Linked DNA regions of Mus musculus: all the other regions are linked to region 4. The links are chromatin contacts, called in public Hi-C, HiChIP or PLAC-seq, Micro-C and promoter capture Hi-C maps. All regions are on one chromosome and are shown on one strand. Each heading gives the region's core, a stretch centred on a gene start, on an enhancer-like site or on the middle of the called end of the contact. The rest is flanking DNA. Distances are from core to core; before and after follow the strand shown.

The links. A called contact is a pair of places that touch in the nucleus more often than the background predicts. HiChIP or PLAC-seq counts read pairs in DNA pulled down with a chosen protein or histone mark. Capture Hi-C pulls out chosen DNA fragments and counts their contacts.
Region 1: a promoter capture Hi-C map of liver shows a contact between it and region 4. The contact joins the promoter of Coasy here to the promoter of Rab5c in region 4. A contact is called at or near these places in 17 of 39 promoter capture datasets (the 3T3-L1 cell line, the C10 cell line, the HPC-7 cell line and 12 more), 5 of 484 Hi-C or Micro-C datasets (B cells, natural killer cells, olfactory sensory neurons and 2 more), 18 of 115 datasets of contacts at active chromatin or transcription factors (the HPC-7 cell line, the SCID.adh cell line, differentiating embryonic stem cells and 8 more) and 3 of 9 other capture datasets (adipose tissue, liver and pancreatic islet).
Region 2: an H3K27ac HiChIP or PLAC-seq map of epiblast stem cells shows a contact between it and region 4, with 2.7 times the contacts expected there. The contact joins the enhancer-like site here to the promoter of Rab5c in region 4. A contact is called at or near these places in 4 of 39 promoter capture datasets (the 3T3-L1 cell line, cranial neural crest, embryonic stem cells and 1 more) and 4 of 115 datasets of contacts at active chromatin or transcription factors (craniofacial prominence, embryonic stem cells, epiblast stem cells and 1 more).
Region 3: a contact with region 4 is called in an H3K27ac HiChIP or PLAC-seq map of extraembryonic endoderm stem cells. The contact joins the promoter of P3h4 here to the promoter of Rab5c in region 4. A contact is called at or near these places in 3 of 39 promoter capture datasets (the C10 cell line, cranial neural crest and neural stem cells), 3 of 115 datasets of contacts at active chromatin or transcription factors (embryonic stem cells, extraembryonic endoderm stem cells and trophoblast stem cells) and 3 of 9 other capture datasets (adipose tissue, liver and pancreatic islet).
Region 5: a contact with region 4 is called in a Hi-C map of double positive thymocytes, with 2.3 times the contacts expected there. The contact joins the enhancer-like site here to the promoter of Rab5c in region 4. A contact is called at or near these places in 10 of 39 promoter capture datasets (the C10 cell line, the HPC-7 cell line, cranial neural crest and 5 more), 1 of 15 datasets of contacts at CTCF or cohesin (large pre-B cells), 3 of 484 Hi-C or Micro-C datasets (double positive thymocytes, muscle stem cells and nephron progenitors), 18 of 115 datasets of contacts at active chromatin or transcription factors (the SCID.adh cell line, T-cell acute lymphoblastic leukemia, embryonic forebrain and 9 more) and 2 of 9 other capture datasets (adipose tissue and embryonic stem cells).
Region 6: a Micro-C map of embryonic stem cells shows a contact between it and region 4, with 4 times the contacts expected there. The contact joins the promoter of Tubg1 here to the promoter of Rab5c in region 4. A contact is called at or near these places in 5 of 39 promoter capture datasets (cranial neural crest, embryonic stem cells, hematopoietic stem and progenitor cells and 2 more), 2 of 484 Hi-C or Micro-C datasets (both in embryonic stem cells), 4 of 115 datasets of contacts at active chromatin or transcription factors (the SCID.adh cell line, extraembryonic endoderm stem cells, fetal liver and 1 more) and 2 of 9 other capture datasets (adipose tissue and liver).

What each region holds. Positions count from the first base shown.
Region 1 is chr11:101,081,002-101,085,088 of GRCm38.p6, reverse strand. It overlaps Coasy (Coenzyme A synthase), which reads right to left and starts at 2,524. Exons shown (of 10, transcript NM_001305982.1): 1 at 2,399-2,524; 2 at 1,383-2,090; 3 at 559-773; 4 at 203-334; 5 at 1-81. The coding sequence starts at 2,079. It also overlaps a transcript of Hsd17b1 not described here.
Region 2 is chr11:101,186,944-101,191,053 of GRCm38.p6, reverse strand. It overlaps Cntnap1 (contactin associated protein-like 1), which reads right to left. Exons shown (of 24, transcript NM_016782.2): 20 at 3,927-4,054; 21 at 2,698-2,791; 22 at 2,300-2,545; 23 at 2,143-2,190; 24 at 334-1,687. The coding sequence ends at 1,395. Among named protein-coding and RNA genes, the nearest start is that of Cntnap1, 13 kb to the right of the region's middle. Within about 2 kb of position 1,348, at least 160 of the 459 cell types and tissues checked have an H3K27ac peak or open chromatin away from gene starts, as enhancers often do. A contact at or near this core is called in epiblast stem cells and liver, where this site is marked.
Region 3 is chr11:100,412,899-100,417,202 of GRCm38.p6, reverse strand. P3h4 (prolyl 3-hydroxylase family member 4 (non-enzymatic)) reads left to right here and starts at 2,487. Exons shown (of 8, transcript NM_176830.3): 1 at 2,487-3,026; 2 at 3,124-3,276; 3 at 3,423-3,594. The coding sequence starts at 2,547. It overlaps Fkbp10 (FK506 binding protein 10), which reads right to left and starts at 1,509. Exons shown (of 10, transcript NM_010221.2): 1 at 1,178-1,509. The coding sequence starts at 1,419.
Region 4 is chr11:100,736,234-100,740,256 of GRCm38.p6, reverse strand. Rab5c (RAB5C, member RAS oncogene family) reads left to right here and starts at 2,042. Exons shown (of 6, transcript NM_024456.5): 1 at 2,042-2,179.
Region 5 is chr11:101,044,340-101,048,845 of GRCm38.p6, reverse strand. Atp6v0a1 (ATPase, H+ transporting, lysosomal V0 subunit A1) reads right to left here. Exons shown (of 22, transcript NM_016920.4): 17 at 4,223-4,330; 18 at 321-428. Among named protein-coding and RNA genes, the nearest start is that of Mir6928, 16 kb to the right of the region's middle. Within about 2 kb of position 2,200, at least 32 of the 459 cell types and tissues checked have an H3K27ac peak or open chromatin away from gene starts, as enhancers often do. A contact at or near this core is called in the HPC-7 cell line, double positive thymocytes, pro-B cells and 1 more, where this site is marked.
Region 6 is chr11:101,118,738-101,123,096 of GRCm38.p6, reverse strand. Tubg1 (tubulin, gamma 1) reads right to left here and starts at 2,980. Exons shown (of 11, transcript NM_134024.3): 1 at 2,855-2,980; 2 at 2,438-2,550; 3 at 2,099-2,266; 4 at 356-424. The coding sequence starts at 2,903. It overlaps Retreg3 (reticulophagy regulator family member 3), which reads left to right and starts at 3,256. Exons shown (of 9, transcript NM_026501.3): 1 at 3,256-3,556. The coding sequence starts at 3,318.

The DNA.
Region 1 (4,087 bases), core at 1,275-3,774, 340 kb before region 4:
CTGAGCTACCGAGCTTTTCCCAGAGCCACTGATGCCTGTGAGCCCGAGCACATAGAGACCTGACGGGAGCTCCGGCCTCTCCTAAAGACAGGTAAGAGGGAACCTCAGTGACCAGGGAGTTCAAAAGCCCAGCTTCCAGTGGAGGGCCTGTTTCTATCCTTCAGCATCTTACCACGCCCAACCAGCGAGGAGGAAGGCTTACATTTGGAGGCTGAAGCAGGTTTCCCAGGATTCGCTGGCGAAAGCTGGAGGAGCTGACCTTGTCCTCCTCATTTTCATTGTGACTCTGGTCCTTCAGCAGTTGTATCTGGTACAAAGCAAGTTCTTCTTTGCCCTGAGGTAAAGGGAGGAGGAGGAGGAGGAGGAAAGGAGTAAGAGCTAGGAGAAGGCATCTGGAGCCCCAGTCTCTCTACCTACCCCTCGCCTCCACAGACAAGTTCCTGAACTTGACAAGACAAGTTCTTCCACCCTGAACCCTCCCTTCCCTGCTCTGGGACCACAGCACTTCTCACGGGCCTCCCCCTCCCAGCCCCTCTGCCAGGCTCCTTCGGGAGTTACATTCTCAAGGCGGAAGCGGTTGACAGCCATCCCCCCACGGTAGGTCTCCTCGCTGACCACCAGGAACTCCAAGGTGGGGTCGGACCCAGCAGGCCCATAGGGATCCAGCAGGGGGACGAGTTCAAAGGTCAGGGAGGGCTTGATGTCCACCAGGAACTCAGTCAGATGCTCCACGCGCTCTGCATACGGCTGGAGCAGCTCGGGGAGCAACTTGCCTGAGGAAGGAGCGAGGAACGGTGAGATCTTTCCCCATTTGGGGAAGAGTGTCCCATAGCACTGAAATCCTCCCAAGCAGTGGCAGCAAGAAAGGGTGAGACAGGGACAGGTTTGGGGGTACAGAAGGGAAAACAAGCATCAGTCACTTTGAGAGCTGACGTGTACTCCAAGAACAAGTTAAGAAATGCCTACAGAGCAGCAGGACCAATAGGTATCAGTTGGTGGAGAACCCCCAAGAACTACTATATTCTTAGAGTCCCCTCACTGTTGATGGCAGTACTGGGTCACCCCCAATCATCTCCTATCCATTTATCTTCAGCGTTTCAAACCTCCGAGCCGATCACTTGGACAACCATGAAGTGCAGAGTCCTTGGTTCCCATTTGGGAAGTTCTGACTTCAGTTAAAAAGTGACTGAACCCCAGACTAAAGATACCACATGTATTCATTTAACAAACAAACGTCCCTTAGCAATAACAGAGTGTCAGACATTGTGGCATTTTGGAAGGTTGAGAAGTGGCCCTACCCTTCCTTGATCTTGGCATTGGGGAAGAACAAGAAAATGTGAAGGCTGCCTTCCATTGCCCTAGTCCAGGGTCCCTTCACTCACTCTTCAACAGATCTTTGTCAGCTACTCCCACCACAAGCTGCTCCTGGGCCAGTACACATGCAACACTGAGCAACACTTTGTGGGCATTGTGCAAGCGGTCAAAAGTGCCACCCACGGCCCCACGGTGGTAGCCACGCACAGGCTGCCTTGGAGATCTGGCAACCGGGGAAGCCGGCCTTATAGTAGAGGGTAAGAGGGCATTCGGGGGCTCCAAAGGCAGCTCTCCAGTTCCATAATCCGGATACAGCAACACAGAAGCCAGCTGTGGAGAACAGCTGTAACAACTGGTGGCATAACGCTCTAGCTGTTGTTTAACAGGGTTGTACTGGCTCCCGTCCAGGGTCTGGAAGTCCGTCAGAACCACTTCTGGAGGGTGGGCCAGATTCTGGACTGAGGACAGCACAGGGAGAAAGGTGCTCTTGGTTTGGATATTGGTCAGTAGAATTCTGACGTCCAGGTGCCTGTGCAGGTCGGCACCAGTGTAGAGGTGCGTGATGAAATCCAGAACCTCAAATGTGGCCTGCACAGGGCTGGCCTGAGGCTGAGCGGGTCCCCCCAGGTTCATGCCCGGCTGCAGGTGCACATAGAGGGTGTGATTCACCAGGCGGGACGCCGAGGTCAGGATGGGAGGCAGGCGTGCGGCCAGGGTGGCCAGCGGCGTTGTCAGCACCAGGAGGCCTGAGCGGAACACGGCCATGCTCTCCAGGCCTGCAGACAGTCAGGGAGACGAAGCGAGAATGACTAGGCAGGCTGAGGCCGAGGCCTGTAGGGGAACTCGGACTCAAGAGGGACCTGGAGCAGGGCAGGGGAGCGTTCGCTGATAGAAACCGGAATCCTGGCAGGGGGAACCCGCCAGGAACCCCTGAGTCATGGGACTGGGGCTTCAGGAATCCCAGCCCCTCTTGTTAGGCTGAACCGGCCATCTGCGAAGACTCGGAGGCGAGGGACTAGAGGGGACGCTGTGGCTCGGGCTGCTTCCCTACTCAGTGAGTTCTTGGGATTCTGCTTCTACTTACACCGCCGTGGAGGCGTCCTAGGCTGCAGCCCGGAAGCACTACCCACCAGCCTCAAAGCGTGGAGCTACGGGAACTCAGAGCAATCAAACAAAGCATCGCCGAGAGACTCCTGGGGCGGGGCGAGGCGGGGCGGGGCGGGGCGGGGCCGAGGGCAGAGGCTTCCGGGCTGAGCGAAACCCTGGCACCGAATCCACTTAGACGAAGCGAGCAGAGAGAGCTGCAAAGCCCTTTTCGCGGATTCCCAGTGTTGTTTGCTTCTTCCAGTTTGCCAGGAGGAGGTGGCAAAGCCAGGATCGGGAACAGTCGGATCGCTTTGCTGTGCTTGTTCTGAGCCAATGTTCCCAGCGATGCTACTAGATATCTCTACCCACATCCCCATTTCACACACAGGAAATTGGTTTTCTGAGTGTTTTGGGACACCTAGAGGCGAAGTCTGGTGCCTTCTATAGAATTCTTTGCGCGTCGTCTAACCCCGTGCTTAGGTTTGCAAGGATAGTTCATTAGCGCTTCGGGGATATCTGGCCCCGGGGTGGGGGAAAAGGAAGAAGACCTAGAGGTCCGGATTCGCGGAGAAGTTAGTGAGGACTGGAGAGTTAATAAATTTGGTAGTGGCGGACGTGAAGGGAAAGCCAGACGCCCATCAGAAAATATCTCAAATCCACGGAGATAGCGGAAAAAGGAAGCAAACTAGCCTCTAGATTCCTGTAAAGGGCCGAGCGCTGATGTGCGATCCCAGAACCATCGCTGCAAATTTGAGATCAGCCTGAATTATCTAGCAAGGCCCTGGACTGGGAAGGGCGGGAGTGCTGCAGCCAGACAGGAGGAGAGGAGACTCTTGTGCTGTGGTCCAGAAATCTGGCCTTGTAAAGTAACTAATTTGTTAAGGAATCAAGATTCTTGCAGGAGACAGTTCAAACTGGATTTTAGAGAGGCGTTTAAGGGAATCAAAACATGTGTTAGTCTTACATTTGGCACAGTTACATTTTGTATTTGTTTGTTTGTTTGTTTTGAAACAGAATCTTACCGTGTAGCCCACACAGTGTTGCTTTTAGTCAATGAGTGTCTATTTAGTGAACTGTTCTAGGTAAAAAGGAGAGAACAGAGAACAAAGTTCCCTGAAGTAGATGCGTGAAGGGGTTGGGATGGTGTCAATACATAATAAGTCCACAGTACATCTGGTGGTGATCAGACAGTAAAGAAGATTTATCAGATGGAAAGACCCAGGCTGGAGTGCAAGGGTTACTTTTTCAGGTTGGGTAGCTCAGGAAAACAGCAAAGACCTGACAAATCAATACAATCACAGACCAGGGAAAGTGAACCAGTTAAAAGACGGCAAGTGTAGGCACTGGTGACCCACACCTTTGATCTCAGCACTGGGGAGACAGAGGCAGGCAGAATCTGAGGCCAGCCTGGTCTACAGTTTCAGTTCTAGGACAGCCAGGGCTACAGAGAAACCTTGTCTCAAAAAAACAAACACAAAGAAACAACAACAAAAACAACTATCAATGAAGCTTTTAAGGAGGTCATGAGATCAGAAGGGTATACAGATGAAAAAGAGAAAGGATTCAGGTGCACATGGATAAAGCCCAGAGAACCCCATTCAGATATCCAGAACCCAGGTCTTCCCTTCGTGTCCTCTTGTAATGCCAGCACTAGGCAGACAGGGACCTAGGATCCTGGGGCCAAGGT
Region 2 (4,110 bases), core at 99-2,598, 450 kb before region 4:
AGGTTGGGTAGAAGCTTTAGCGCTCTGACCCCCACCATCCTCTGGGAGCGGGGTGGGAGGTGAAGCCCCCGGGAGGTGGAATAGCTTTTAGTTTTTGGAGAACTGTGTAGCCCTGGCTGCCCTGGAAGTCAGCTCTGTAGACCAGGCTGGCCTTGAACTCAGAGATCTGCCTGCCTTTTGCCTACTGAATGCTGGGGTTAAAGTTGTGTGCCACCACTGCCTGGCTTATACGCATAGGTTTTGAGGACTAGAAATTTCCAAGCTCTCAGAATAGTTCCCTTAAGACTTCATTAGTTCCTTGGCCAGGATGTCAGCTACCACGCACAGACGGGGCTCTGCCACGCTGCTTTATTGAACCTGCTCAGTTGAGGGCACAGCAGGCTCTGCCCTGCACTAGAGTGGAGGCCCAGCACGTGGGTGAGTGGCTGGCAGGACTCATGAGACATCAAACACAGAAGGAGCTCGCTACAAACTGGGCATAGCACAGGACAGCCCACTGAGTTCTTTTATATATAAACAGATAATTAAAAAATTAGAGTAATATATAGTTCTCTGGAGAGAGACTCTGCAACAAGAAATATATATAAAGAATATGACCTCCTGGGTAAACGCAGCAGCATTTCTGAGCAGAGGGGGGAGGGCTCCTCATGCATTGGAGAGGGCCAGGCCTGCGCACAGGCACCAAGGCTATTGCATATTTTGAAAAGGGGTGGAAGAGTAGAGGGCTGGCTAGGCAGGGCATCTGCATTATCTTTTCTACTCAGGCAGGCTTTTTATGGCTTTGGCTGAAGCAAGTGAAGCAGTGGAGGTACTAAAGTGCTAAACTGAGGCAGGCCTCTTGTCTCTGTAAGAACAAAAAGGGTTGAGTGAGGTGGGGGTGGGGGTGGTGAAGTTCTTCCCTCAGCCCCAGCTGAGAGGAAGCAGATGGAAGACAGCCGGTCAGCAGGGCAGGAGGAGGAGGGGAGGCTCCAGGGTGTGTTTTAGCAGCCTCTCGATCCCCCACATCTGTCCCTGCTGATAGTGTACACAGGAAGGGAGGCAGTTCATCTCCCCTGCCCTTCGTTGTTAATCCTTGCCAGCAGCTGGGACAGAGATGGCAGGAAAGGCCTGTCTCAGCATCATGGGCTTTCTCCTGTAGGGCAGGCAAACAGTCTGGAGCTGGGGGCGGGTGGGGGGGGGGGTAGAGGGATGAGCAGGGCATTGGTTTAGGCAGTGAGGCTCGGCCACTCCCTTTGGTCCCATCTGTAGCTCTGCGCACCAAACTTGGCAAGAGGGGAATCCTCCTGGTGAACAGAGCCTGCTTAGAAGAGCCAAATGTCCCTGGCAAGGGAGGGGGAAGGCAGGAGCTGAGGGGACTTAGAGGAGTTGGCCTTGGTCCCTGAAGCCCTTGTGACTCATTCAGACCTGGACTCCTCCAAGATCTGGGGGAGGTTCTGGTCTCTGGGGCCTGGGCCAGAGGCTGGGGCTGGGGCTGGGGCTGGGGCTGGGGTTGGAAGCTGTGTGGGAGCTGGAGTAGGGGCAGGGGCCTGGGCAGGGCCTGAGGGAGGGAGGGGAGCTTTGCCGCCAGGATGGGAATCGTGGGTGGCCTTGGGCTCGTTGGTGTGGTAGGAGCCCTTGTATCGATGATTTTGCAGATAGAACAGCACCAGCATTCCCACAAGCCCCAGCAGCAGGAAGGCCACCAAAACTGAATGGAAGAAAAAGAACAGCTTAGGGAAGGCCTTCGGGGTACACACATACACGCTCGGCCAAAGCATCATGTTCACCCGGGTATAGCAAACATAACTGTGTCAGGCATGGCTCTGTCTAGAATGTCTGAGTTCTTGGCTTATCCACTGTCCACTTTACCCTTTCCCTATCTCTGATGGCTTCTCCAATTTCTTATTTCTCTAGATGTTACTACATTTCTATTTTTCCTCATCCTGTAACTGGGGCTGCATTTTAATATTTCATCTCAATTAAAAATTTATAGCTGCCTAGTCCTCCCCCAGCTAAATACTGATGTCAGCATAACCTGTCCCTGCCGCCTTCTTGCCATCTCACAGCTAATGCCTCCCCCCACCCCACTTCTGAGGACAGGAGCCAGGGAGGATGCTAGCGAGGTGGTCTTAGGAAGTCGGGTTCATGGTCGGTGCTACTTACAACCTAAGAGTATGGCAATCCATCCGTCGTCATGGTAGTATGGGAAATCTAAAGAGGAGGAAAGGCTGATTAAGAGCCGCTGCCTCTGTATTCAGAGCCATTTCCCATCACTGTTACCCCACCCCACCCCCATCTTCACTTGTGTCTAGGGATTCACCTGGAGGCAGGTACCAGGGATCAAGTTCTGGTGGCACCTCAGAGACAAGGCGTGGCATAGCTCCACAGTTAGATTCTGACAGTTCTCCTTGAACCCGCATGGCCTCCGCCAGCTCAGCAGTCATGGGCCGAGGGGTTCGGAAATGGGTCTTGAGAGGAGCCACATTGTTGAACCGGACACCAGACAGGCAGCCTGAGAAACCTGGGGTGTTGTACCGCTGAATCTCTGGGTCAATGACTCCTGTCTCTGAGGGAGAGGCGGCCAAGAAAGAGGTATCAGGGTTCACCCAGAGAAGCCTTGCCCCTCTTCCATTCCCCTCCCACTACCCTCGCTGCTCTTTCTGCTTCCCCACTCTCTGCTTGCTCCTCTCCCCAGATCCATCCTCACAAGCAGCTTACCCATCACACGCCCTAGATACAAGGCCTTGGGTGAGTCCAGCTGGCTGTCCACCAGGAGAGAGAACTTCTGTTCTGTCAGCGGGAAGTAGTCCACCTAGGGTAGAAGTGAGGGAGGGAGGGAGGAAAACCCTGGATGGACACAGCCAAGACCAAGGAAGGGATTCACTCTGCCCAAACTAGCCTTGCTCAAAAACGAACAAACCCCTGGGCCCAGAGCTAGGATTTGACACCTGACTCAATCTGGTTTTGACCCTTGGCTTTGCAGTTTGCTGGTAGGTTGACTTTCATTTCTGGTTTGATTTGGTGGGGGTGGGGGTGGGGTTGGGGGAGGGCAGGGTCTCTCTACATAGCCCTGGCTGTCGTGGAATTCAGTGTAGACCAGGCTGGCCTCAGAGTCAGAGGTCCATGTCTCCCTCTGCCTCCCAAGGCTTAGGATTAAAGGCTTGAGCTACTGTACCCAACTACACTTTATTTCTTATGGGGAGTGCCACAGTTTGTCTGGAGTTCAGGTAACAACGTGACTGTCATTTCTCCCCTTTTCCAATGTGATCGAGGGATAAAACTCTGTCATCAGGCTCTCCCCACTGAGTATCTCACCAGCACCCCCTTTTCATACAGGGTTTCATGTAGCTCAGGCTGGCCTCAGACTTGCCATGTAGTCAAGGATGATCTTAAACTTCTGTTCCTCCTGCCCCAGCCTCCCACATACTGAGATGACATGTCTGTGCAGTGCTGGGGATGGGACCCAGGGCTTCATGCCTAGTAGACAAGCCCTGTGTCGACTAAGCTACGTCAGCATCCCCTACGAGACTGACTGCGGAAGACACTTTACCTTCTGCTTACCAGCCTGTTTACTGGTTTGTAAAGTGAAGCTCAAAGTAATTTCTTGTTTGTTTGTTTGTTTGTTTTCGAGACAGGGTTTCTCTGTGTAGCCCTGGCTGTCCTAGAACTCACTCTGTAGACCAGGCTGGCCTCGAACTCAGAAATCCGCCTGCCTCTGCCTCCCGAGTGCTGGGATTAAAGGCATGCACCACCACTGCCCGGCCTCAGTGTAATTTCTAGCCACACCTACTTCACAGAGCTGATGTGAGGGTCATGAGAGGTGATACATGTGAAAATCCCTCGTATACTGAGCTGTGTTTCAGATATGTAATCATTAGACGTTTTCTTGGTGCCATAGCCAGGGTGGTGAGGCTATGACTTAACTGGCCCATCCCTTCCACCTGTACCTGGATAAAGAGGTTTCGGTAGACCCGGGTGATGTTGACACTATGGGGCTGACCATCAGTCACTGGCCGGGTGGTTAGCTGGTACACATAGGGACTGGTGCCCAACTGATACCGAAGCTGTAGGGTCCCTGTGGGGTGGGAGGAGGGACATGGGCTCTTGTCTCGGCTTCCACAGTCCCTCATC
Region 3 (4,304 bases), core at 1,238-3,737, 320 kb after region 4:
TTTCTATGAGTTAAACACCATCAGACTTATGGTTGTGCCAGAGTCTACGCCAATTATGTCCTGAACCCACTGGAGGCCTGGAGGTCCTGTGGAAGTCACTGTCATTCATTGTCACCATTCAAACCTGAGGATGTAGGTAGTGTTCCCATCCCATGTTTCAGACAAGGGAAGTTAAGACTCCTCCTCTGTCACAGCCCGAATTTAAACCCAGGGCCTTACAAATATGGAGATGGCATTCTTATCCACTGTACCAAAAAATCTCCCTCCAGAGTCATGACCACTAATTGCCTGTGGGCTGAACTGTCTATTTCAGAGAGGAGACCGAAAGGCAACTTGTCTTTGTGGTGTAGAGTTTCAAGTGTGATAGGGCCTGAAGTATACCTTGTAGCCTGGAAAGAGGCTGCCACACAGCTCTGATCTGCCCCCCAAAACCAACGGGTATCTGTCTGGCCGACCAAGGTCCTGGATCAGAATGGAAGATGCTGGTCCCGTCAAGCCAAGGCTGGCATTGGAGCGTGGTGTTGGCTGCTAAAGCTAAGATGGAGGAACTGAGTTCCCAGAGGCTTGGAGAAGGAGGCACTAAGAGTCCCCAGGATGGCATGTCAGACTTTGTGACACGTGGACAGTTTGGTCACGGCACCAGCTATGGTCTACCCCCAAATTATAATGCCCACTCTGCTTAAGACCCTCCCTAGCTGCTCTAGGGCCCTACACCCTCAAGGAAATGTTATTTCTCCAGTCTCCAACCACAAAGGCATAGAAAACTGGAGAGAGAAATAGACAGGGAGCCAGAGTGTGTGCAAAGGGAGGCGGCACCAGGCAGACCATCCATCCACTCACTTCAGGGTTTACGTGTAGTAGGCACAGTCTCTTTGCCCTCTAAGATTGCGTGCCAGGGTACCATTTGTGTTTAAGTTATGGTAAGTATATGTGGCGCTTCACCTGAGCATCAAATATTCCAGGGGGCTAGGAGGGGGTCGTGGGCGGGGGCGGGAATATTTTAGGAATTGAAAATTTGGTATTGAAGATAGGAGGCATCCTTTGAGGTGCTCTCCCCAGGATGCTGTTTGTGGCAAAGGATTATGAAAGCACTACAGGAATGCAAACCTTAGAAGGGGCAACATTCTCTGGAAGCTCAGGAAAGTGGTGCTGAGTCCGGGAGTGCCCAAGCTCTTACCTGGAGTCAAACTTTTTCCCGTCTTCGAAAGTGCCATTGTAGTGGTAACGCACAAAATCCCCCATCTGCACTTCTCGGGGACAGGCCCGAGGGATGTGGTATCTCTCGATGACCACATCTTCCAAGGGGGCTCCGGCCGGGCTGGCACGGCCCAGTCCCCTCTCCAAGGTCTGTAGAAGCAACAGCAACGGCAGTATGCGGAGCCGATGGAGGGTGTGGCTGGAGGACCCCACAAGGAACATGGTGCCCAGACCAGGGACGCCGGCAGTGAGAGCGGACGCCAGCCGCTAGCCTCCTTCCCCCTCCTCTCAGAGCTGACTCCCCCCCTTCCTGTCCTCTCTCCCCACCCCGCCCTGGCGGGTCCACGTGGAATGGGGGCTGGGGAGAATGAGCTGGCCGGGCAGGGTGATGTTTTATGGTGAACTAGGAGGTGGGGGCCAGGTTGAGAGTCTCTGGAGTCCAAGGAATTTGCCACAAAGATCTCTGAGTCTCCCTCCCCCAAAACTCCATCCGGGACTGAGACCCGGGGCCTGGCCCAGAGGGAGGTTCGGGAAAGATGAGAAGTTGGAGTGGACTTCCAAAATGAAAAAGTTTTTTCCAGAGTCTCTGGGTCCTAAAGCCTGTTGGAGGAATCTCTAGCTTTCCCTGGCACCCCAAATCTAGGCCCCTTCTGGTGCAGGTGAGGCTGTAATCTGAGGGCTATTTCAGTTCTACACACACACACACACACACACACACACACACACACACCCGCCCCAACTCTCCTCCCGCGAAAGGTTAGAGGAAAGGGGGGTTAGGGAGAATGTTCTCTAGGTGAAAGGTTGTTTTGTCCTGCAAAAGCCTGGCTGCACTGAAGACACAGGAATCTTGCTCCGGCGGGAGGCTGATGGTGTCAGTGCTAGGTGTGCGGGGTAACAAGAGGTGTGTACGCCTCGACGTCAGCGCGGGTGTTTACCGGGCCACCTAGGGGGAGCAGAGGAGACTCGAGGAGAAAAAGACCAGATTATGTGACTTCGTCCACTTTGCCTACGCAAAGGACAGAGGTGGCACTTAAGGGGGGGGGGGGGGACGACACTGCTGTGGGGAGGGGCTTTCTGGGCGTGAAACGTAGCCCCACCCACCCGTGTCTGCCAGGGAGGGCCAGTGGTGGTGTAAGCATTGCTAGTGGTCGAGGGCCAGCCCACGTAGTGGACTCGAGCGTCAACTGACGGTCCTAGAGAGGCATTCCAGCCTCCCGGCTCTAGCCTAGGGCCCGGCGCTAAGACCCAGCAGGAGCTCCGGGGGTTGGGGGTGGGCTGGGCTGGAGCCCGAGCTGGCTGGAGCCCGACGGTCGCCGGCTGCTCCGTAAGCCTCCGGGCGCGGTGCGGGCATGGCTCGCGGGGCGTGGGGGCTGCTGTGGCTGCTGCTGGGCAGCGCCGGGGCCCAGTACGAGAAATACAGCTTCCGAGGATTCCCTCCGGAGGACCTGATGCCACTGGCCACGGCCTACGGCCACGCTCTGGAGCAATACGAAGGCGAAAGCTGGCGCGAGAGCGCGCGCTACCTGGAGGCGGCGCTGCGGCTGCACCGGCTGCTGCGCGACAGCGAGGCCTTCTGCCACGCCAACTGTAGTGGCCCCGCCACCTCTCAGCCTCGGCCCGCGTCCGGCCCGGACGGCGACCACGACGGCGATGGCGAGGACTGGGCTCGCGAGCTGCGGCTCTTCGGTCACGTCCTGGAGCGCGCCGCCTGCCTGCGGCGCTGCAAGAAGACGCTGCCCGCCTTTCAAGTCCCTTACCCACCGCGGCAGCTGCTGCGCGACTTCCAGAGCCGCCTGCCCTATCAGTACCTGCACTACGCGCACTTCAAGGTGGGCGCGGCCGGGGCCGCCGTCGAGTTTCCCTAGAACGTGAGGCCCGCGGTGCGTCCGAGGCCCCCACTGACCCACTCCCCACGCTCCTCACCAGGCGAACCGACTGGAGAAGGCGGTGGCTGCGGCCTACACCTTCCTCCAGAGGAACCCCAAGCACGAGCTGACCGCCAAGTATCTCAACTACTACAGGGGGATGCTGGATATTGGAGATGAGTCCCTCACCGACCTGGAGGCCCAGCCCTACGAGGTGTGGAGAGAGTGGGAGGGATGGCTAGCCTTGGTACACCTTCCTACAACCTCTTCACCCAACACACACACACACACACACACACACACACACACCTTATGAGCCTTCGGGGTCTTCTTGACTACCCCCGCCATGCACCTCTCCAGGCTGTGTTCCTCCGGGCTGTGAAACTTTACAACAGCGGGGACTTTCGCAGCAGCACAGAAGACATGGAGCGGGCCCTGGCTGAATATATGACGGTCTTTGCTCGGTGTCTAGCTGGCTGTGAGGGGGCCCACGAGCAGGTAGACTTCAAGGACTTCTACCCAGCGATAGCAGGTATATACCATTCAGACCACTGTGAGGTATCCCTCACCCACAGTGCCCTGGCTTCCCAGGCCTTCTAAGGCCTCTTAATGCGTGGCTATGTCCGGTGACCGCATTCAACAGGTCTAGCAAAGTGCTCCAAAGCTACACACGAGTCAGGCCTTTTCTGTCTCCAGTCTGATGAGAGAAATGCTGGTATACATAGCAAATTCTGGGTCAGCTATATAGAGAAATAGATTGCCTCAAAAAACAAAAGAACAGGGCACGGTGGCACAGGCCTTTAATCCCAGCACTCAGGAGGCAGAAGTAGACTGATCTCTGTGAGTCCAATGCCAGCCTGGTCTACAGAGTGAGTTCCTGGGCAACTGAAGCTTTATAGACCTTGTCTCGAACAACAACGGAGATGAGGAATTGACTCCAGGCAGGTGTGTGCAGAAAGCAGGGCTGGGTGGAGGAACCACAGCTAGTCTTTGGATCCGTGACCACAAGGCCCTTCAAGGGAGGTAGCGGTGAGGCAGAAAGAACTATTATCAGGACCCCTATTCTCCCAGAACACACACTCTCTCTCTCTCTCTGTCTCTCTCTCTCTCTCTCATGTCAGACAGGGATTCGGTTACGGGGCAGTAGGAAACAAGTGCTTCTTTGCCTGCACAATATACTGTGTGACAAGCATTTCATACATGTTAACCCAGGAACTCTGGACAAGGAAAGCAGGCTCCATA
Region 4 (4,023 bases), core at 793-3,292:
AGGCGCCAGCTAATCCACTTGGCACCATGTTCACGCCACCAGGGACTCCTCGGATAAGGGGAGAAACCTTAATGAGTCGCTAAGGGCCTGTTACATTCCTTCCTCCCTACCACCCAGTTACAACCACAAATACACACTATGTGGGAGAGACGTCTGATCAGGATCATTTCTCTAGCCTTAGAAAGAAATACCAGGAATTTTCTTACCCTCCTGAATAAGGAACTCTTCTTTCCTGGATAGGTATTTGATATTAAGCTAGGTATAGTGTTGTTATAGTGGGCAGGTCGGTGGAGAAAAGAGCTGGTCACCAGTTAAGAACCTGCTAAGAATTCACTCTCCCAAGCTCTGTCTTCTCTTAGCTTACATTTCTGTGTAGGTCTGTGCATGTCATATGGTGCATATGTTGTAGGAAACTGGCACCTTGGTGATAAAGATGAAATTGGATGTGGGCACAGCTTTGTGGCAGGCTGTCCCAGACAGGTCTATTCTTCAGCTCAAACTTTCAGGGTATGACTGATGCTGTTCCATGCCCTAGGCATTACATGGTCTCTGGGGGTGGGCTTTGATTTTATAAAAGTTTTGAGTAGTATCCCCGGGAGAGAGATGCAGAAAGAGGCCAGTGTTGGAGGATGAGGTTAAACAGAAGTGGTCCTAATTCATGCCGGGCGTGGTGGCGCATGCCTTTAGTCCCAGCGCTAGGGAGGCAGAGGCAGGAGGATTTCTGAGTTCGAGGACAGCCTGGTCTACAAAGTGAGTTCCAGGACAGCTAGGGCTACACAGAGACACCCTGTCTCGAAAAACAAAAAACAAAAAACAAACAAACAAAAAGTGGTCCTAATTCATACAGAAGGAATTAGAAGCAACAGAAACAGAACTGACCTGTGGTAGAAGGGTTAGTGGTTTTCATCTATAGTGACGGGTAGAGAGAACACAGGTAGTCTTTGAAGGAGCGCTAATTCTGACTGGGGGCAGAGTGAGGGAGATGAGGGGGTCTGGTATATTTGGGAACAGAGCCTAAGAAAGAAAGCTTAGTCTGTCGTGGTGGTTGCACATGTGTTTAATCCCAGCACTCCAGAAGTAGAGGCAGGAGGATCTCTGTGAATTCAAATACAACCCATCTACAAAGTAAGTTCCAGGCCAATCAGGACTACATAGTGAGAGCCCATGTGAAAGGAAGAGAGAGTGAGAGCAACCCTTGGCAGCAGCAGGTCTCCTTTTCAACCATTTAGTATCCTCTAGACAACTCCTTCTTTTAAAAAAAAAAAATTACATTTCTTCAAGTATTTAGCGGGAGGGAGGGTGGATGGGTGGTTGTCAAAAGACAACTAGTGGGAGTCTGTCTTACTCCATGTGAGTCCTGGGCACGGCACTCAGTCAGGCTTGGCTGCAAGCATCTTCACCTGTCGAGCCGTTTCGCTAGCCCCCAGAGAGCCCATTCTATAGAGCTCTCAGAGATTTCATCACCTTTTTTTTTTCTTTCTTTTTTCTTTTTCTTTTCTTTTCTTTTTTTTTTTTTTTTTTAAGCCAGGATCTTACTACATAACCCTAGCTGTTACTCACAGAGATCTGCAAGCCTCTGCCTTCGGATCGAGCCATTACACCTGACTCCATCGCCTTTCCTATAATAGAATGTCCTCAACAATCAGCCTCCTGGGCGGGCTTGGCTTCTCCAAGTTGCCGAGGGCACACGACCGGTCTGCGCGGCTACGTGAACATCATATTTTTCCTTTCTCAATTCTGCATGAACAGCCCTCTGTCTGCTCTCTTGGAAAGCTCAGCCACACGCCTTCCCTCGCGGCACTTGGAACTGGCAGTGACGCGATAAGCAGGCCTGGACCGGCTCCGCCCCACCGGCAGCCGGTTCCACCCAAAACCCAAGTGCCAGGCAGCCCCCGGCTCCTCCCTGTGCGGAGAACTACAAGTCCCGCCATCCCTCGCGCGCACTCTCCCTCCTTTCCCGCGTTGATTGTGGGTAGGATCGGAGTGTCTCCCATTGGTCTGTTCTTTCTGTCAGTCACCTGGGAATATAGAGAGGCGGGGCAGAGCTGAAGATCCGGATCCGGAGCGGCTGAAAGGCGGAAGTGGAGGCCGGAGCCTGGGACACCGCCGGGGGTGGGGGGGAGAGGAGCGGAGTCTGTGGAAGCCCCGGCCCAAAGTAACGCTGCTGCCCGGAGCCGCGGTGAGTGTGCCTGTCCCAGGGCCAGTGTCTCACTTGTGTGGTAGCCTCCCTGGGGTACCCTTTCCTCCTGCCCAACCTTAGCTTAGGGGGACACTGACCCCTCCCCCGACCCGTAGCCCCCTCTTAGGGGCTCACCAGGGCGTCAGGCCAAAGGGGGAGCTCCTCTTTCCTTCGCTAACCTGTCCTTCGGGAGCCTTTGGGAGTCTTTTGAGGCTCTCCTCTGGCCTGTCCAGTCCACTTGTGGGAGAGAGGGACTCTTAAGTTCCGCTCCCCACCCCCTCAGCTTTCAAAATCAAAGAGTCTTTACCAGGTGCGAAGGAACCTGTCCCCCTTCTCTTTTAGAGGTGACGGAGAGTGCTGTCTCTCCTGGTTTTCCTTTCCTGTGTTCTACGCCTCCCACTCCCCAATCCCAACCAAAAACCCAGTTGTCCCCCTGCAGCCCTGAAATTATCTTTATCTCGATTTCCTTTCGGAGATGCGGGGATGGGGGGGGGGGGATGTCGGAATGAGAGTGTTGTACACGCACAGAAGTGTTTTTGCGCGCTTACAGTTCCTTACTTCCTCTTGAGCTTACGAGGACCTCAGCAGAGTTTGAATTCTGGGTCACTTAGACGGAATGGCAGCCTTCTCCTTGGACTGCACGTTATGCCCCCAGCCCTGTCTTAAGTTCTCTCAGTGTGTGTTCGTCTTCCTGCCTCTAAAGAATTTAGCTGAGCTCTGCTCAATCCTAGGGACAGATCACAGATCAGGGAGGATCTGCCCATTCATTATCTTCTGTCTCCCCTCCTCCTTCCCCCCTGCTTCAGGCCCAGCCCTGTCCTTCCAGAGCATGTGAGTGGTTTCCTTAGAGAGACTGCTGCCTGCTTATCTATAGGGGTGGAGAATAGACCAAATAGGAGTAGTGTGAAATTGAGGCACCATCTCTTAACCACCCTGAATCACACACCACTATACACTTGAGCAACAGGTCCATTCCTCACCAGAGTCTCCACTCCCCTCTTGGCTTGGACTTTTTCACAGAGCAGTTAGTCCACATCACCGTGGCAGGTATAGTTTTCGTCCGTAAAGGAATTGCTTATGTGTGCTGGAAAGTGCCAGTTCCCCTACTGTATTGACACAGGATTCTTGTGTTTTCCTTGGGACTTAAGTGTGTGAAATGGCTGGTATCTCTGACCAAGCTGGAAGGTTCTCTTGTTATGCGGCCAAAGTACAGGTTAGAGACTGCCTTCCTGAGGAGTAGCCTGATTCTGAAGCCACAGCTGACCCTTGCTGTCTTGCAGTGGAGGAAGAGTGGGAAAGCCATTCAGTCCTTGGGCATCTCTGATCAACTTTTTTTTTTTTGGTTTTTTGAGATCTGATCAACTTAAGATGCTTTTCTTACTACACAAAGGCTAAACATTTTGCTTTGAGATCTTTCCAACCTACTTCTGGACAGTTTCCGGTGTTCAGTCAGTATAACAATCAATCAATCCTCTCTCTCTCTCTCTCTCTCTCTCTCTCTCTCTCTCTGTGGGCTCAGAGATTCAGCTAGCCTAGTTTCTCTGATCTGTTCAACATGTGCCTCTGAGGGAGAGGGCCAGTGACCCCTGCCTGTTTACAGGGATTGGTTTCTGCTAGACTTACCTTCCAAGGAGTGGATTGTGATTCCTGGGGTTCTAGCTGAAGCAAGGGAACCTTCTAATGGGCGTTTCTGGCATTTGTCCGGACATCTTTCCAGCTCTGACTCCAAAGCGCCCTTTTGCGGAGAAGCTGTCTGTGAGACAGGAGGCACTAGAGTTCTGCATGGTTCTGCAGCCACTTCTGGCTTTCAGAAATTGTAGCGGCCCAGCAGAAGTCCGTTGCTG
Region 5 (4,506 bases), core at 951-3,450, 310 kb before region 4:
TCCCGAAGGCTCCCCTGCTGCTGGTTACTAAGAGGTGAGATGCTAGGCGCTGCCTGGGTGGAGAGCAGTTAGCCACTGAGGTCGCATGCAGTGCACCACAGACCCGAGGAATTCAAGAAGAGCAGAGCAAAGCTGGGTGGGCTCTGTGGCCACAGATTAGAGCAGGCCCCACAGGGCAAGCTGCGGTGTCCTGAGCGGGCCTGACAGCGGCCAATCATTAGTAGTTTTATTCTTCAAGGAGACGATTGAATAAGCCTTTTAGGAAACAAGACCTAGACTGCCCAAGGTAAGGAGAGGAAGCCCGCGCCCCCGGCTCTTACCTCTTCTGCGTCCTCTGAATGGGTGGAAAGCTGGTCATGCTGAATAATTTCAGCATCCTCCTCTGTCGGTCCGTTGCCCACCCTGATCCCACCAAAGTTGAGAGTTCCCTACACAGACGAACAGAAAGAGCAGTATTTGCCTGGGCTTTAATGCGGCACTCTGTGAGGTGGGGAAGGGTGATGGTTAGTTCATACGATCCTCAGAAAGGCATACATCCTATCAACAGAAGCAGTGGCCACCAAAGGGACAAGCTACATAAAAACAAGTAACTGTCCCACCCCAGCCACCACCACCACTCTGGACCCCACGAGTGGCAGCCCTGTCTTTTACCACCTCCTCCGGTCACACCAAGATAAATCAACCTTGCCTTGGTCAATGCTCACAGAGTTCTGCATGGGTGAGAAGCTGAGCATGAACACTCTCACAATGAACACAGCTAAGCTGTAAAGTCTGAGAGGGCCTGAGTGTTGCTGGAACTGAAGATGAGGCTTTCCAAGTGCAGTGTGGGGGTAGGGATGGCAGTGGGTGACATGATACGTATACCCTGCTCTGACAGGCTTTCAACAGGAGCCCAAGAGTTCCAGCAACATCTACCAGAAATATACCAGGCCCGTGTAGGAACAAAGAGCTACCCAAGGTCTTGGAAGAACACAAAACAAAACATCACAACATCCTAACAGTCACTCATTTGTGGCTAAAGAATTCTGAGTTTTAAAAACGTAAAGTAAGGCAGATCCCTTTCCATCAGAGGGTTCTGGTACAGTGAAAGGGACTGAGGAAGCAGCCCCTGGACCACTTCCTGTGAGTTCTATCAACCCAAAGCTGGAGGACTGCCTGCCTGCAGCGTGACTGCTCCAGTAAGCTTGAACAATGTGGAGACAGGGCTGGGAACTTCCCTGTGGCTCCCTTCCTTAGCTTTAGCTTTTGGGGAACCTCTTTTACTACAACTCGCTGGCCAGTTCAGACCCCAAGGTTTATTTATTATTGGGGTAGACTCCCCTTGTAGCATCAGTCAGTCTTACAAGGCTCACAGAAAAGGCCACGGGAGGAGCTCTACGGAAGCTACCTTGTTTGAGACAGGGTTTCTCTGTGTAGCCCTGGCTGTCTTGAAACTCATTTTATAGACCAGGCTGGCCTCGAACTCAGAGATCTGCCTGCCTCTGCCTGGGACTAAAGGCATGCACTACACCCAGCAATGTTAGGTACCATAAAAAGATTGCCTCTAAGAAGACAACTCTATTAAGAAACACTGAGAGGCAGAAGATTGCTTCAGTTTAAAATAGGTCCCGAGACATGGCTCTCCTTCTAGGTATGCATATTGTTTACTTGTGTCTCAGTAGATGACAGATATGTGCTGAAGGCAAAGACTCCACCTGATAACAATGTCCTGGAGGAGGAGGGTAGGGGGCAGGGCACTGAGACTTCTTGGTTAGTATAAAAGTTCTCTCTCTCTCTCTCTCTCTCTCTCTCTCTCTCTCCCCCCCCCCCCTTCAGTTCATGGGATTAGGGGTCACTTTTGCCTTTTCCTTCCTCTCACCTGTTTTAATGCCCATGTTCAAAGTTTACTAGGTGATTCAGATCTGGGAAATCACTGAAGTAAGCACTTCCGGTCAGGCTCAAATGTCGCCTAACTACCTTCAGAAGGGGGGCTTTAAGCATTATAAAGGGCATGGGGCCGGAGCGGGGAGACTCCATTGTATCTTGGCCTGGGTCTTACAGGGCAGAGGAGGAAAGCGTCCGAATTCAAAATCCCCCAAACAGAGTCCATCTCCCTAAGACTTCCCTAGCCAGAAGAAGTGAGAACAGACAGGTCAGACCTCCTAACCCGACTCTGACGAGTACCCTGCACGGCTCAGGAAACAAGAGTTACAGGAAGGAAATGAGAGACACACCAGCAAAGACAAGAAAAGAAATGCTGAGCTGTGACAACGCCACTCAAGGAGACAACGGAGGAGACAAGAAGCAGAGCAGGAGCAGATACGTGGGGTCAAGGGTCAAGGGTCCTTCTTGGAGTGTGGTCACCTTGATGCTGTTGGGCTGCTCTCCAGCAAGAGATTCAGCTAGGGACACAGCTGAGCAGACGCCATGAGTGGGAGAGCTTCCAGATGAGGAGGGGTTACTGTGGAGCTCAGCATGGAGGATGGAGTCACACTCAAAAGGCATCGAGAACAATGCAAGAAAAAAGCAAGGACAAAGCAAGAAAAGATGATGGGGAAAGAAAATCAATGCTGGGCAGTGTGTTCCTCAACTTGAAAATAATTTCACACAGCGAGATTAAAATTTTGTCTGGCATAAGCATGCATTCCCCTTAAAGCGGTGTATGCTAACAGAACAATCCTGACCTGCGAGATTGAAAATCTCGGATGTGAGGCTGCATAGACACAGTGCACTCTAAGATTCTGGTAAAATGATGTCAAATGTCTGACATTCAAAGTGCTGTCACTGAATTGTAGGTACAGAAGAAGTGAGGGTCTAGACAGATGGCTCTGGCAGATGTGCAGCACGCAGGGTGGCTCAGGAAATCAGCTGAAGAAACAAGACCTTCTGTGTCCCAGTTAGGGAAAGAGATACAGACCTTCTCTAAAGACTGAACTCCCAAAACAAGGACAAGGATCCCTTAAAGAAGGGCTTACAAGCACAAAGAACAAAGACATCAATGAAAGAGTCCAAGCCCCTCTTGTCTCCATGCTGAAAACCCACCCCACACACGATCACAGGATACAGACACAAAAGTGGATGAGCCCAGAAGCTGCCGTCTTGGAGTAAGATGATGGGACTCGAAGAGGGCCACTTGGCTCCTGAAGATAGGATTGTACTTACACAACCAAACAGAAACTTAGCAGGCCAATGGTAAAAACGATACCTGATCTATTCCTAAGAGGCAGATGGCTCCTCTGTCATGGTCTCAGTGAGCACACATGCCACGCTCTCAACAGCATTAAAAAAGAATTCACCTGCACTGTCTGCCACCTCTTTAAACAAACATTTTGCTTTGTCGGAGTTAAGTGACTCACTGTTGCAGCCGGTGCTGCCTCTAGTCCCTGTTGGCTCGGGGTTGGTGTGACTGGGGCCTCCACGGGTTGCCCTTCCTGATAGTGAATGGGAGAGAAGAAGGGAGAAGAGAACGAGAGAGGGATGGGGAGAGGGAGGGGAGACGAATGGAGGGCACATGAAAGGATGAAGATGGTCAGAAAAGGGAGAAGGAGGGTCTTGTAACTCAGCTGCTCTCCAACGGAGGGATCATCTCACAGCCATGGGACTCATGCAATAAGATCTCTTGGGTTTTCCCGGGCAATGCAGTAAGCATTATGGGATAGCCAGAAATTACACGCAGTATCGAACATTTGGCAAGCTTAACTTTGTGTGTCTGTGTGTAGAGTCGGTATACACACATCTGTTAAGTAAACACCTGTGTGTATATATGCTGCTTCTTAGAAGAAGAAGAAACAAAAAAAAAAAAAATCAGTGTGCTTTAAGTCAGATCCTTTCCAGGTGTGTCAGTTGGTGAAAGCGTCATAGTTTCATTAAAAAAAATATGTCTTTGGGTCAGTCCTGTGGCTGCCCAGGCAAACCACACGAGTGAGCTCACTGTCTGCAGCTCTCCTAACCTTGATATTTGGCTGATGCCGCATCTAGACGTGTGGGCCCAGGGCTGGCCTCTGCTGCCGAGAGCGTGACAAAAATCACGACCAGGAAAGGTAAAAACATAGTGATTTATTCTCTCCGATCCAGGTGTCTCTGACGTTGGCAGGCCCGGGGTTCATGCTCATATGTAACCCAAATCCATAACGGAACACATGCACGTGTGCACAGTTAATTACATCCTCTAAGGCGCTGCCTGGATCTTAGGCGAGGAAAAAGTCTAAAGTCTAGTAACCTTCAGCCACAGACAGACACTCACCAAATGCTTCTTCCTCAGGTACTGATGGCGAAGGATCAGCGGCTTAAACAGAAGCATCCAAGGGACGCAGAGCATCGCCACCACGATGAGGAAACACTGAATTCCTTTCTGCAAAGTAAGAGACAACAAAGCCCACCAGTCAAACAGACTGTTTCCAACAGCAGCACACATTTTCCCCCCAAACAATAGATCCTTATTGGTCTACGACTATTTCTCTAAGTAATGAGCTGGCACCAGGACAAACCCAGTAAGTGTCCCATCAAATGGTAGTTCTAAATTATGCC
Region 6 (4,359 bases), core at 1,731-4,230, 380 kb before region 4:
TCTTCCCAAGTCCCCTCATTTCCCAGGAGACTCCATCCTCTCTTCAATAAGACTCAGTAGCCTCTGTCCAATGCAAGGATCAATGAGTTGGTCTTGAATCTAATAGGTAGCTTTTAAAAAATTATCATCATTGTGTGCGCGCGTGTGCACACCACTATGTACCCGCAGGGTCAGAGCACAACTTTTTGGAGTCAGTTCTCTCTGTCACGGGTCTTACGGATCAACCTCAGGTTGTCAAGCTTGAATACGAGCATCGTTACCTGCTCAGCCATCTCAATGGTTGAAAACAGGGAATAATTTCTAAATGGTATTGCTCCACATTGACCAGCTCCACTGATACTCCTGGGACACTCACCTCTAGACTGTCACTGCCATCTGCCTCCCGATCTATGATGTCAAAAATGTCCTCGTGGATTTTTTCTCCCTGGACAGATGTGAAGAAGGGTGAGGTGGGACAGAGCATGGGACAGGAGCTGACCTCAGAGTAGTCACCCATGCATACGTATAGGCATATGAGCATTCTATGTGTGTGCCTGCACGACAGAAGACAGCATCACTCAGAAGAGTGCATTGGCTCCCATGACAGATGATGGTGAGCAACCGTGTGGTTGCTGGGAATTGCACTCCAGACCTCTGTGCTCTTAACCGCTGAGACATCTCTCTCAGCCCTCCACCCTTGATTCTTACATGCACCATAGCTGCCTTGCTCTGCACTCAAGAGTTACTACAACATTGGTTACTTTAAAACCCAACCAAGGTGATTTGGTCACATATAGTTTTGAATCACTAGAATCCAGGACCTTGCTTATGCTAGGAAGGGCTCTGTATTTTATTTTCTATTTATTTATTTTGTTTTTTTCAAGACAGAGTTTCTCTGTATAGTGCTGGCTGTCTTGGAACTCACTCTGTAGACCAGGCTGGCCTCAAACTCAGAAATCTGCCTGCCTCTGCTTCTGCCTCCCAAATGCTGGGATTGAAGGCATGTACCATCACTGCCCAACTTATTTTATTTTTTTGAGACAGGGTTTCATGTATCCAAGGCTAGCATCAAATTCTCTGCTTAGCTGAGGATAACCTTGACATTCTGCGTCTCCTGTGTCTATTGCCAGTACGGACCACTCTGCCCAGTTTTATGCAGTGTTAAGGACTGAAGCCAGGGCTTCGAACATACTAGACCAGTATCCTCCCAACTGAACTACATGTCCAGCCATCTCTACCACTGTAGCTCATGCCCACCTAGTCATCTGACTTCAGGAAGATTTATCTGTTTCCTCACTAAAAGTAAAACACAGGTCCACACTTCGCCATTTAATATCCACAGGACCAGATATTTTTAGAAATCAAAATTCTTCAGGTTCTGAAAGGTAGTTTTGGGCATACAATCATAAATTGCATATTAGCTGGGCAATGGCGGAGCACACCTTTAACCTCGCCATTTAGGAGGCAGAGGCAGGTGGATCTCTGTTTGAGGCCAGCCTGGTCTACAAAGTGAGTTCCAGGACAGCCAAGGCTAAGTAGAGAAACTTTCTCAAAATAAATAAATATTCATATTTAACAAAAAGATCACGTCAAGGCTGTGGATGTGATGCATAGCTCAGCAATCTAAGTTTGTCTAGTATGTGATGTTTAGCACATTCCTAGAACCTGCCAAATAAACAGTACTGATACAGCCGTGGAGCTTGGAGGTGTGTTATCAGACATTTCTACAGTGAGAGGCCTGAGTGCTGACAATAAGGTAACGAGATACATCAACATAGCCTTCCTTCTCCATTGCGCATTGGTTTTGCTAAGTGAAGTTTGAAATATCTTTGATTTCAGAGTTTTGTTTTGAGTCTGAAGAAGTAGATAAAATATCATAAACCCATGGTACTTACTTCTAGGGTTAGTCAGAGGTTTACAAAGATAACACAGAAAGTATTTAAATGGCCTGCAACAAAGCACTAGCTAGACTGCGTCCTTAGCGTTCCAGTTAGCTCCTGGAGCCATGGCTATCTTACTCAGCACTCGAACATCTCTGACCTAGTTTCATCTGTAGAAAAACCACAGGGCCTGTGCCCACCCACAGAGTTGAGAGCCCTTCAGGGGAACAGCAAATGACCTGGGAGAATCCGCTGGCCCAGTTGTTGCCAGCTCCTCCGCCATGCTCCGACAGGTAGATGTTCTCTGGGTTGTAGAGCTTAGCATAGGAGGAGTTTAGGATGGAATGGATCACCCGGGGCTCCAGGTCCAGCAGCACAGCCCGGGGGATGTAGTGCTCATCATCTGCCTGTCAGAGGGAAGCCAGGATGGGTCAAGTCCTGAAGCCTCCCAACTCTGGCTCCTGCAGGCTCTCCCTCAAGATAGCCACTCTGTTCCCATCCATCCACTCAGAGTTTCCCAGCACCAGATCGCGCTGCCAGTCCCGCCAGGGTCCTGGTCAAGTCACTTGGGGGAGCACCTGGTAGAAAAAGACGTCCTTTCGGTCAGTGCCCTCCGTGGCGAACTCTTCTACGATGCCCTCGGGACTGATGCCATGCTCGGCACATAGCTGTTTCCAGAACTCGAACCCAACTAAGAGAGGGAGGCGGAAGGTGAAGAAAAAAGATACGTGAGTCTGGGTAGGTTCCAAATAGCCAGTGGGGGATTTGAACGCCTGGGTCTAGGGATCTAGATTAGCCTTGGGACTCCCTAGTGTCTAGGCCAATGACTGGACAGGGGAAGGTCCATTGGCTTTAGGCAGTTGGGCACAGGGTTGGGAATCGCCTTTGTGGGGGAGAACTAGGATTCTGCAGACAGACCGAAGCTATGACCTTATTGCGAGGGCCTCTTGCACCTAAGGAACCTGGGAGGCAGAGGGTCTGGGAGGTTCGCTCACTCTGATTGCCGCACTGGCCCAACTGTAGGGTGATGATTTCTCTCGGCATCGCTCCTCAGACATCGGCGTTGCAGTCTCTCCCGCCAGCAACACCGCCGACCGCTAGCGCGCTCGCCGGCAAGACGCAGGCGCCAGACAATGCGCTCCACCCCTAATCGTTCTCCGCTCCAATGGGAGCTGGGTTCTGCAGATGAAATTTCCTCCTTCATCGGGCTTCAGTCGTGCGAGTTGCGCGTGCGCGGCTCCGAATCGCGCTCAGCGCCGGGAACGCATTTCGACGCAGTGTTCTCTTCCGTCTGATGAATGCGCACCGGAGCGTCTGCGCATGCGCGCGTGGGCGTTCCGGCACTTGCCCCGCCCCGCCCCTTCTCCGCCCGGCCGCAGCCAAATCGTGCTTCTGCGCAGTCGGTGTTATTGTGACTCCCGGGCCGTGGCCCCGGATGTTGTGGCTGCTGAAGGGGAGATGGAGGAGGCTGAAGGGGTGGCCGCGGCCCCGGGTCCAGCTTCGGGGTTGGCTTTCAGGGGCCGCCGAGCTATGTCCGGCTCCTGGGAGCGCGACCAGCAGGTTGAGGCGGCGCAGCGGACCCTGGTGGAGGTGCTGGGCCCTTACGAGCCTCTGCTGAGCCGGGTGCAGGCAGCCCTGGTGTGGGAGCGGCCGGCCAGGAGCGCCCTGTGGTGCCTGGGGCTGAACGCGGCGTTCTGGTGAGACACCCGGACCCTCACTGACCCTACTAGGCGGGAATTCCTCAGGTTGTTCTGGGGGGGGGGGTGTCGATCTCTCACCTGCCCTGTCCTGCCTTCTTTCGTCGCCCTGGCTGCTTCTGATACTTGCCTGATAATGCTTCACTTTCCCCAGCATCCCGCCTGCCTCCAGGCTTTGGCACCCCGGGTGCTCGCAGGGCCTTCCTGGTCTTCTCCACTTGCCCCCACGACTCGCCAGAGAATCTGGTACCATCCCGTGTCGCTCGCAGTAAGCCGGGGTGCCTCTTGTTAGCGAGAGAAAGTGATTTCACTTCGAGACCATTTCCTCCGTTTCTCTTGCTTGCCCCAGGGTGGTGGTTCCGAGAGGTTTTAACTTAACGATGATGGGAGGAGAGGCAGAAGGGTATCCCTGGGTGTGAGGAGGAAAACAAGCTTGAGCCGGTTATCATGGATTATTAGCATGTTAGATACCGTCTCACCCAGTCAAGTTGGTGAAGTTTGTGTGGAGTTTCAGCTTGAAAGAAAAGTAGATGTATTAAGAAGGAAAAAATTAAAAAACAGTGGTGATCTTTCATCTGTTTCAGAGCCACTTAGGATTGCAACGCTTCCCCCCAAAAATTAGACCTTAGCTGTGGTTCAAGGAGTTTGAGGCTGTCTGAGAGCCGTTGAGTTCTCTTTCACTGGACAAGTGGCTTTATATTAAAGTGTGTGTTTCATTCTCTGGAAAAAATGAGAGCACCTAGGAGGAGTTTGGGCTTCATCGAGTCTACCAACCATGGTTTGGGTTTATTAATAACCATAGT